Regions from separate parts of the Drosophila melanogaster genome. Here region 2 is linked to region 1. The links are chromatin contacts, called in public HiChIP or PLAC-seq maps. All regions are on one chromosome and are shown on one strand. Each heading gives the region's core, a stretch centred on a gene start, on an enhancer-like site or on the middle of the called end of the contact. The rest is flanking DNA. Distances are from core to core; before and after follow the strand shown. Region 1 overlaps bab1 (bric a brac 1). Region 2 holds the start of bab2 (bric a brac 2).

The links. HiChIP or PLAC-seq counts read pairs in DNA pulled down with a chosen protein or histone mark.
Region 2: an H3K27ac HiChIP or PLAC-seq map of the Kc167 cell line shows a contact between it and region 1, with 6 times the contacts expected there. The contact joins the promoter of bab2 here to the enhancer-like site in region 1. A contact is called at or near these places in 1 of 1 datasets of contacts at CTCF or cohesin (the Kc167 cell line), 46 of 107 Hi-C or Micro-C datasets (the Kc167 cell line, the ML-DmBG3-c2 cell line, the OSC cell line and 18 more) and 6 of 6 datasets of contacts at active chromatin or transcription factors (the Kc167 cell line and the S2 cell line).

What each region holds. Positions count from the first base shown.
Region 1 is chr3L:1,081,525-1,086,043 of dm6, reverse strand. The region is part of intron 1 of bab1 (bric a brac 1); the gene reads left to right. Among named protein-coding and RNA genes, the nearest start is that of bab1, 17 kb to the left of the region's middle. Within about 2 kb of position 2,758, at least 23 of the 39 cell types and tissues checked have an H3K27ac peak or open chromatin away from gene starts, as enhancers often do. A contact at or near this core is called in the Kc167 cell line, the OSC cell line, the S2 cell line and 8 more, where this site is marked.
Region 2 is chr3L:1,175,418-1,179,936 of dm6, reverse strand. bab2 (bric a brac 2) reads left to right here and starts at 2,661. Exons shown (of 5, transcript NM_079155.3): 1 at 2,661-2,956.

The DNA.
Region 1 (4,519 bases), core at 1,509-4,008:
TGTTTGTGTCTAGGGGTTGGCAGCAGGCAACCCAATACAAGTCAAAAGATAATTATTATTTATATTTCTAACAAAATGCATAAAGTTTTATGGCCTCTTCCTCCCCACCCACCCCCTCAAACGAAGGACGGAGACAAAGCCGTTGACAAAACTGCGCATAAAACGAAATTACATTCTACCTATAAAGGCGATGATAAGCAATGGGATGGCAATTTATATACAACACATCTATATAGTTGTGCACATACACATCCACACATATATATATTGTATATAATGTATATGAGTGGCTGTATAACTATTGCACAATATATTTTATTGCGAACACTTTATGGGGCCTTCGCGGTACGCGTTCACGTTATAAAAGAACAAATGTGTGACTTTGCGAAATGGGAACTCTGAGATATCGATGGAAGTACTGGAAAATACATTAATTGACTAGGATAATAAATAGTAAGAATCGTTAGATAAAAAACAAAGTGTTCACCTGCCAGTTAAAGCAATACACTGAAAGCAATCAAAAGGCGATCGCAAGTAATTTCGATCGAAGTGTGTGAACCAATTTGTTGTGCTCATAAGCGGATTAGCGATATTTTCATATTATCCATTTGGATCGGGTTTTGAGGGTCGTAAAATGCAGCCCACTGCTGGAGCAAATCTAAGCATGTATCTGGCCCATCGGCCACGCCCTCAATCAACTAAGTAAAGTAAGTGATATAAAAAAAAACGCCTCGTAAAGTGCGAGAATGCCGCAACATTGTTGTACTGGGAGAGGGGGGGGGAGCAGTGCGAAAAGTTGTGGCTGAAATGGTAAAATTGTAAAATGACCAAATGGCAAAACAGCAAATAACTACCACAATTAACTTGCGCCAATTTTTATGTGCCACAAGCAGGGGCGCCACACATCCCCAGTCCACTCCACTTTGCCACGCCGCTTTTTATTGGCATCGGCGGGCTTATTCAAGTTGCATATAATTAGAATTATTCATTAAAATGTAATAATAATACGAATAAATGCAGCAACATTGTTGCGGCCAAACTCAGACCGCAGAGGAAGAAGTTATTTTACGATGTTGCTGCTGTTCTGCGAATGTTGCCGGTTGCAGGCAACTGGCAACATGCCTCCTGCAACTTTTTATGACCGCGTGCATTTTTACAGCTGGCCCGCATCTAGCCAGCTTTTTTATATTAAGAGTAATAAAAGTTAAAATGGCAAAGAGAAAGAGCGAGAGAGAGAGAGTGAGCTGAATTTATGGTCTTAAAACTAATTTAACTTTTATAAAATTACCGAACACGCATAAACACAATTTTAATGCCGAACGCACGCTGCAACTTCTTCGTTCTTCGGTTGTTGCAACAAACTCGACCCGCCGATGAACCCGAGATGCATTCGCATTCTGGGGCACTTACTGCACACTCAGAGAAATGCAACTATATTGGGCATAAATTAGTTAAAAGGTGAAAATGATCGAAATTATCAATGGAGATATATAGTATATTATATACTCTATATACTCATATTATTATGAGGAGGAGTACAACGTTTTGCACAGTGTACCGCTGAGCCGGGGCAGTAAACTATTGTTGTTGCTGCTTGCTTTAGCTGCTTTTTGTTATTCATATAAATTTTATTCCATGCCATTCTGTTGTTCTGTTTTTGTTTGCAATCTTTTATGGGGCCAGAGCAAGTTTGTTGCTGATTTTTATGTGAGCTGCAGCAAATGGCCGAGAAAGCACAGTGCATCTCATCAGCTGGCCGAGAAGACTGGCTGACAGCTTAGCTTTTGGGCTAATTGCAGGTGGACACAGGTGGTGGAGCCCTATGCCCGATCGCCTCTAATTGGTCGGCGTATTCGCAATCCATATCCATTCGGGCCGAACTGCGATACAATTTCGTAAACGGAAGCAATTAACATGGCCCCATAACAGCTTGTAATTAAAATTATAATAAGATGCCTGGCCAAAGATATAGAAAATAATACATACGAGAGCGGTACGTGGATGTATGTCGCTGTTGCTGTGCCGACTCAGCAGATACGAATACAGATACAGATACATTTACAGATACGGGGGACAGAAACAGAAACAGCTAAAGACACAGATACAGATACATATTCGTGGAAGTACATTTATCGAACTGTGCAAGTCAGCAAGTCAGCCAGTCGCTAGACAATTATTTCAAACAAAATAGCGGCGATAAATTTCAATATCTGAACGGAACACGTTCGTAGAAACGGAGAAATAATAACAATAATAACTAAAAACAACTCCAGACGAACGGCAGAAGCAAATGCGCACCCATCAGATACAAAGATACGCGATGACAGGCGGCGCAAGGAACGCAACAAAACCAGAACACAGAACAAAAAACTAAAAACGCTGTAATTAAATTCGTGAGCCTCTAACTGTTGTTGTCGTTATTGTATTGCATATTCCATACTCCCGGGAAACACTTAACAAATGCTGATTAGAGATGAGCGCGTGACAGATATATATATATATATACATATTGTATATTATTTATATATATAATTATTTCCCCTTTTGCAAAATATTTTCAACAAAATAATAGTTGAAACGTAATAATTTACCATCGCTAAGATTCTAAACAGCTGGCTCGCTCACGAAAGTACGAATGGAGATACCTCGCTGCATTTAACTAAGTGCTGCGCTTCTTATTTAATTTTATTTCCACTTGTAAGACAACAAACTAAAGTAGGCTAATTGTTTTTGTTGTAGGAGCTGCGGCACAAGTATCTGAAAGATACGAAAATAACAAAAGACCCCCACAAAAGCGCGGAGAAAGAAAAACAAACTCGTACTCAAGAAAAAAGAGCAATAGACGGAAAGGAAAGCCTGTTCTTTGCTCATTTATTTGCTTCATTTCTGTTTCTGTATATGTATATGTATATGTATCTGTATCTGGATTCATTATGGTTATTATTATATGATGTTGCCGTTGCCTCCGCTGCTTTCTTAGAAATAATGTACAACGAAAATTAATATTATGCAGCATGTTGCGCGATGCAAAGATATAGCGATACAAAGATATACAGATACAGATACAGCTAGAGCTACACAGCCAGAGATACATTTGGCGTAATTAATGTCGGGAAATGCAGACGAGCCGGGCCATAAAAACTACATCGAAGAGCCGAAAAGGGGGCGGGGTTATGGGGGCAGCGGCATCAAGAGAAATTGTTGTAATATTTAATTGAATTTTTCCAAGTCAGCTTTATCCGCTTCATTTGCTGCCCCTCCGCTGCTTTCCTCCCAGTGAGTCATTAGAAAACATAAAATTTAATAAAAATCATAAGTGCTCGGCGGCGGCGGCGGCGGCGTCAATTTGATGTTCAACTCCAGAGGCCATGGGATCTAGTGTGTGGATTGTGGATTGCGCAGCAAAGACCATGTGTTGTAATTTATAAAATGCATCTAGATGCAATTAAGTAAAGCATTAAAGTAAATTACAAACAAATGCGGAAGATGCAGAGCGCGCGGCCAACAGCCAAAAGTATTTATAAGTTGATTTTGATATTAAAAAATAACTCTGCCCGATCCGTGCGCCTCCGAAATGATTTACAAATTAAGGCAGCTGGCTTAGGGAGTGGCCCTACTAGGCCCTATCCTATGCCACACAAATCCGCCAGACAGCCACGGCATCTTTATTATTTTTAGATAAATATCTTTCGATTCCGCCAGCTGCACTTCCTTCTCGCGGTGCGATTCAATTATTTATTTACTTTACGTTTAATACATTTTTAATGCGCGGGAAACCCTTTTTGGCATACATCGCAACTCATCTGGCACTCGATTTATTCCCGCCAGAAACAGATACAGATACGCGTACGTAGCTACAGAGCGATTTAGATACGAGCAGGGGATGCGATGCTGCACCTCGTCATCAATTAGATGTGCCACGAGCTGTGGCAGCGTTTGAAGTTGGCATCGCGACGCTGATGGGAAATTAAGAGTGCAGCTCCTAGAAGGTGCAAAGATGGGGAAATAATGCGAATAATTCGCCAGCAGATCCGTCAGACGGTGGCGAATGGAAACAGGCATGCACTCTAATCGAAATCGAAATATTCATATGAATATGAAAACTGGACTTGCAGCAGAAGACATGCGAATCCGATTCTGCAACGATAGGTCTCGCAAATATTACACTAATTTAATGCCCATTAATTTTCTTAGAAAGAACCCCCATTTGGTTTCGCCAATTTCCCCTTTAATGGTAAATACTTTATCGTTGTAATTGACTTTCCCTTACTATTACGAGCAAATACAGTTGCCATCGAATATGCAGCTGGAAAAATGCAACTGAACTAAAGCAAATTAGACGGAGCGCACATATTTGATTTAGTTACTTGCATTTCATATTCGCCGCCCCCCAAACGTCAAGGCCTTAAAAGCCCATAAATGTCAGGCCACGTCATAGATTCGCCAGGAATTGTTAGATATGGGGGGGTTAGTTATTTTGGGGTGGCGGGGCTCGTTGCTCTGCCGGCTCGTCGACAAG
Region 2 (4,519 bases), core at 1,412-3,911, 94 kb before region 1:
GCTTTGCCAGCGGATGTCCTTTAAAGGTCCTTTAGCGTGGTTTCCACACCGTTGCCCCGGCCACTGCCCACACACTTTCTTCACGCTACTCCGATAATTTCACTTTGAATTTCCTCATCGCAGCCTTTCTGGAGAACGGAAGCGCGCTAGTTTCCTTTCCCAGCGGACCGGTTAGTTTTCCGCGTTCTTTTTCCAACAACTGTTGGCTAAGTCTTCGGACTTGTCAAAGCGGAAAGGGCCTTCATTTCCGCCTCGAAAGAGCCGCCGCGTTTCCCTTTTTCCAATTCGCTAGCTGACCAAAAAAATAGTAAAAAAATCGAGAAAGGAGAAATAGGTAGGCAAAGGTGTATGCTAAGCTAAGTTTTTAAAAATACTCCTCTGAAATTGTTTATTATTTAAGACACGATCGCGAATTATGCTTGCTTCTTTTAGTTCGACTTCTCAAACACAGAAATTTGTCGAGATTTTTTATTGAGAAACTTCGAAAATTTTAAATTTTTATTTTTATCCATCATCGAATCGTATTCTAAAACAAATTCTATCTAATTTTTATCAACAATAAAATGAAGTTTTTATTGATCAACACACTGCTACCTACGCAGGTACTAAATTTGATCTGCATAAATTATTTAAGTTTTTATTGCGGCCTTGAGACTCAAAAAATTAGATCGATATTAATAGTTTAAACATATTTGAAAAATCTTTTCATGTTACACATGTAGAAAACTACTACACATAATATGCAATCCTATAAATAAGACTCCTTAGTAATACATTCTTCCTTTTCTCCTTTCTACATAAGCATTGAAACATTCTGGTGACAGGTGACAGTATTAATCAGAGAAAAAGGCGTAGGATTTTCGAGAAAAGGATTCCCCCCTAAGATGTCAAGGCCCCGAGAAAAAAAGGGGAACCCTCAAAGAGTGGGGAGAATCCAAGCACCTTGCCGCCGATTCGCCAAACGAAGGCCGCAAAAAATAATTTGCGAATTGCCACGCGTTTTTTAGCCCATGTGTGCACCCCCGATTTATATATGCAGATATCTATATATAAAAGTATTTGGCCCCCACAGACGCACACACGTATATATTTATATATATATATATAGATATATTTCGAGTGGTCGGGCCAATCGGCGTCGAGCACGAAGTTCGCAGAGGCTCGTGGAGGCGCCCGAATGCCAAAAAGGTCAAAAAGAGAGAGGGCAAATGGAATAAAATATGCAAAATATACAAAATAGCACACACAAATACAGCGCACACGGGCACACGCACACACAGGCAAACGCAAAACAAAGGGGGATTTATTTTAGTTGTTGTTATTGGCTGCGCAAAAAACAATAACAACGGCCTATAGATGCTGCAATAGCAGCAACAACAACTCCTATTAAAAATGCGTTTCCATAGGCGCCGCCTACCGCGTGACGTCACTAGCTGCACTTGCTGCGTCTTTGCCTCCTTTTCTTTCAGCTTTTCCTCGTACTCTTTTCTTTTTTGCTCTTTTCGGTTGCCACCTCCAAGTTTTCGTTTTCGCGGGGCAGCATGGGGAAGAGGAAGCAGAGAAGAGAGTGCAGCCGAAGCTTTTCGTTTGTTTTCGCTCGTCTTTCAGCCGTTTTTTTGTTGTTGCTCTGCTCCCCTTCTTCATGCTGGCTTGTGTGTGCGTGTGTAGGAGCAAGCAGCTTGCTGTCCCACTCGCACTCGCGCCCTCTTACGGCACTTTTAGGGGCGTGGCCAAGTTGTGAGTGTGTTGCTGTCGCCACTTTTTCTCTGCTCTTTTTTGCCATAGTTTCTGTGCCTAAGCAGCAAAAGCAACAACAAGGAGGTTAAGGATGATGCAGAAGAAGAAGAAAGAGGGTTGGCAACTATTTTGAAACACTTTCTTACTGGACATTGGCCAGTTTCTCTTTCTTGCCCCTGCTGTTGCTGTTGTTGTTGCTGCTGCAGCTAGGTTGCAAGTTGCTGTTGCTATTCTCTTCAAGTTGCAGGTGTAGGCTGCAATTTTTTCGCGACCTTAGCATGCTGCTTTGGCGATTTGTTAAGATTTTTGCGATTTATTGGTAAGCATGGCATTTATATAAATAAGAGAACTTATTTCAATAAGTATTCAAACTAATTATAATAAATATGATTCGTTTTTAATTGTAAATGAAGTATGTTGATATAGTAAAAACTACTTTCGCAAATTTATGTGACAACGAAAAAAAAAAGAAACGTTGGGTCTTAGACAATTATATAAAAATCGTAGTGAAATGTATGTTTTTTATGATGAGAAATATGATTCGAATAAAAAACTATTAATCTGTACTAAAATGTATAAAAAAATAACAAAACAATTGCATTCCAGATTAATAAAATATGTTCTCCTCTTATACAATCACGATTTCATTTTAATTATAATTTCTAACATTTCTAAAAATTTCGAAATTTTCAATTTTTTTTCAAGCAAGATCTCTGAAAATTCAAAACAAAGAAAGCAAAGAGCACACTTACTTTCGCTCTTAAACCGCCGCTCTGTCGATTTCCCAATTCGCCGCAAAAACCGGAAAACACCACGCCGGCGCTCTCATTCGCCGCGAGAGAGCGGGCAGCGCAGCTGACGTCGGCAGCGCGGCGTCGAGTTTCATTCAATTTTTTGAAATTCAGTTCGTTTATCTGTGAGATTCAGTTCGTATCTGACTTTCGGCGTGAGTGGAGTGCAGCGTTTGTTTTTACGGCCACTGAAAGCCAGCAACAACAACAATAATACCCACAACAACAACAACAACGACAGAAGCGGCAGCAAAGACAGCAAAGCAAAAGCAACAACAAGTGACGTGCAACAACGACAAGCAGAACAGCATGTGTTGCATGCAGTGAACAAAACAAACAGAACATAAACACAAGTATTCTGTTAATATTTAATAAAACAAGAAAGTGAACTAAAAGTGAACCCATCGAGTGAATACCAGACGAAAAATGTATGTGTGCGTTGATTATTATATTAATTATGGTGCTTTATTTATGACAAATGACTGGGCTGCAATGAAAATCGATTTTATACCTCGACCATGTACTATTCTACATAAGTTATCCAGTGGAAATGCCATCCCCGCCAGACCCCCTCGCACATTTTCCGCGCATTTTCCTTGGCGCTACCAAAGAAATTGTAATTTATTAATTTATAACACAAGCCACCCAGCGAAAAGGTCGTAAAAAGCAATGTTGCTTGGTCGTTTTTGGGCGCCCAGGAAAATTAAGAAGAAAACCCACTCGAAGGAGCAACTTTTCCTACAGCTCCTGCCTTTCCACAGCTCCCGCTTTTCCGAGTGGGTGGCACGCGCCAAAAACAGTTTGTAAACATTTTGCACACAGCGAAAGCCGAGCGAAACACGAGAAAATCCAGACTGTAATTTATTACTTGCTGCATAAATAATAAATAAGCGTTAATAAATAAATACAATATGCAATATATAAATGTGTCCGAGCGCCCGCACACCGCCCCCCCGTTTCTCAACGTGTATTTGTGTTCGTTTTTGTGTGCGGGCGGGCCCACTTTAAGGATACAAAACCTCGAGACTGAATTAAATAAATAAATACAGAAATAATAAATAAATAAAGTGCCCAGCTTGCCTGCTGTTTTATTTTTTTGGCTGCCAACAGCTGCGCTTGCTATAAATAATTAAACGAAAATAATATATTACGAGGAAGCAGGAAAGAAGAGTGTGGAAAGGCAAGAAATCAGGGAGTTTGAAGTATTTAGGATTTCGAGTCAGATACTTGTCAGCAGTTATAATTGTATATGAAGGAAAAAATTAGTTTTTTGCTTCCACATTCACGAAAAACTGAAACTCATTCTAAAACATAATTTTGAATTTATTTAAGGCCAGGCTTTGGTAATAAATAAATGAAAATCTTGAATAATCATAAAATCAGCTTTGATGTGTCGACTTTGGAGATGTGCGAATCTTCTGCATTTGGCAATTTACTTATTTATTTATTTGAGGCCGAGTTTTTCCCAAGAATCATCAAATTTAATGCGAGCAGCCACGATAAAAGCAACAAACATGAATAAATAAGGGGAATAACAAAAGGCGGAGCGCGGCCATAACAATAAACCAAAAGTTGCCAAGAGCAGCAGGAGTAGGAAGAGGAGTAGGACCGATTTTCCTCCGCAGCCCACAGTTCGGGAAACTCTGAGGATTCGGGGTAGCTCATCAGCTCCTCAATTCTCCAGCTGTTCAGCTCTTCAGCTCCCTCGACGATGAGTCCATGGATTCGTATCCGGATCCAGAACAACAATAAAATAAACAAAAATAATAACTGTGGACGGCGCCGAGGAGCTGCGGCCGCAAGATTTAATTGGAATGAAATAATAATAAACATAAAAAGTAGCAAGAAGAAGTATTATAATAACAATAATAATAAATATAATTAAATTTCATGGCGGCAGCAACTTTCCACCCCGACAAAAACGACCCAAGCGAACCGAGCCCAAGTGTGCTGCACAAACACACATAAATTAAAATTATACAAAATATTTA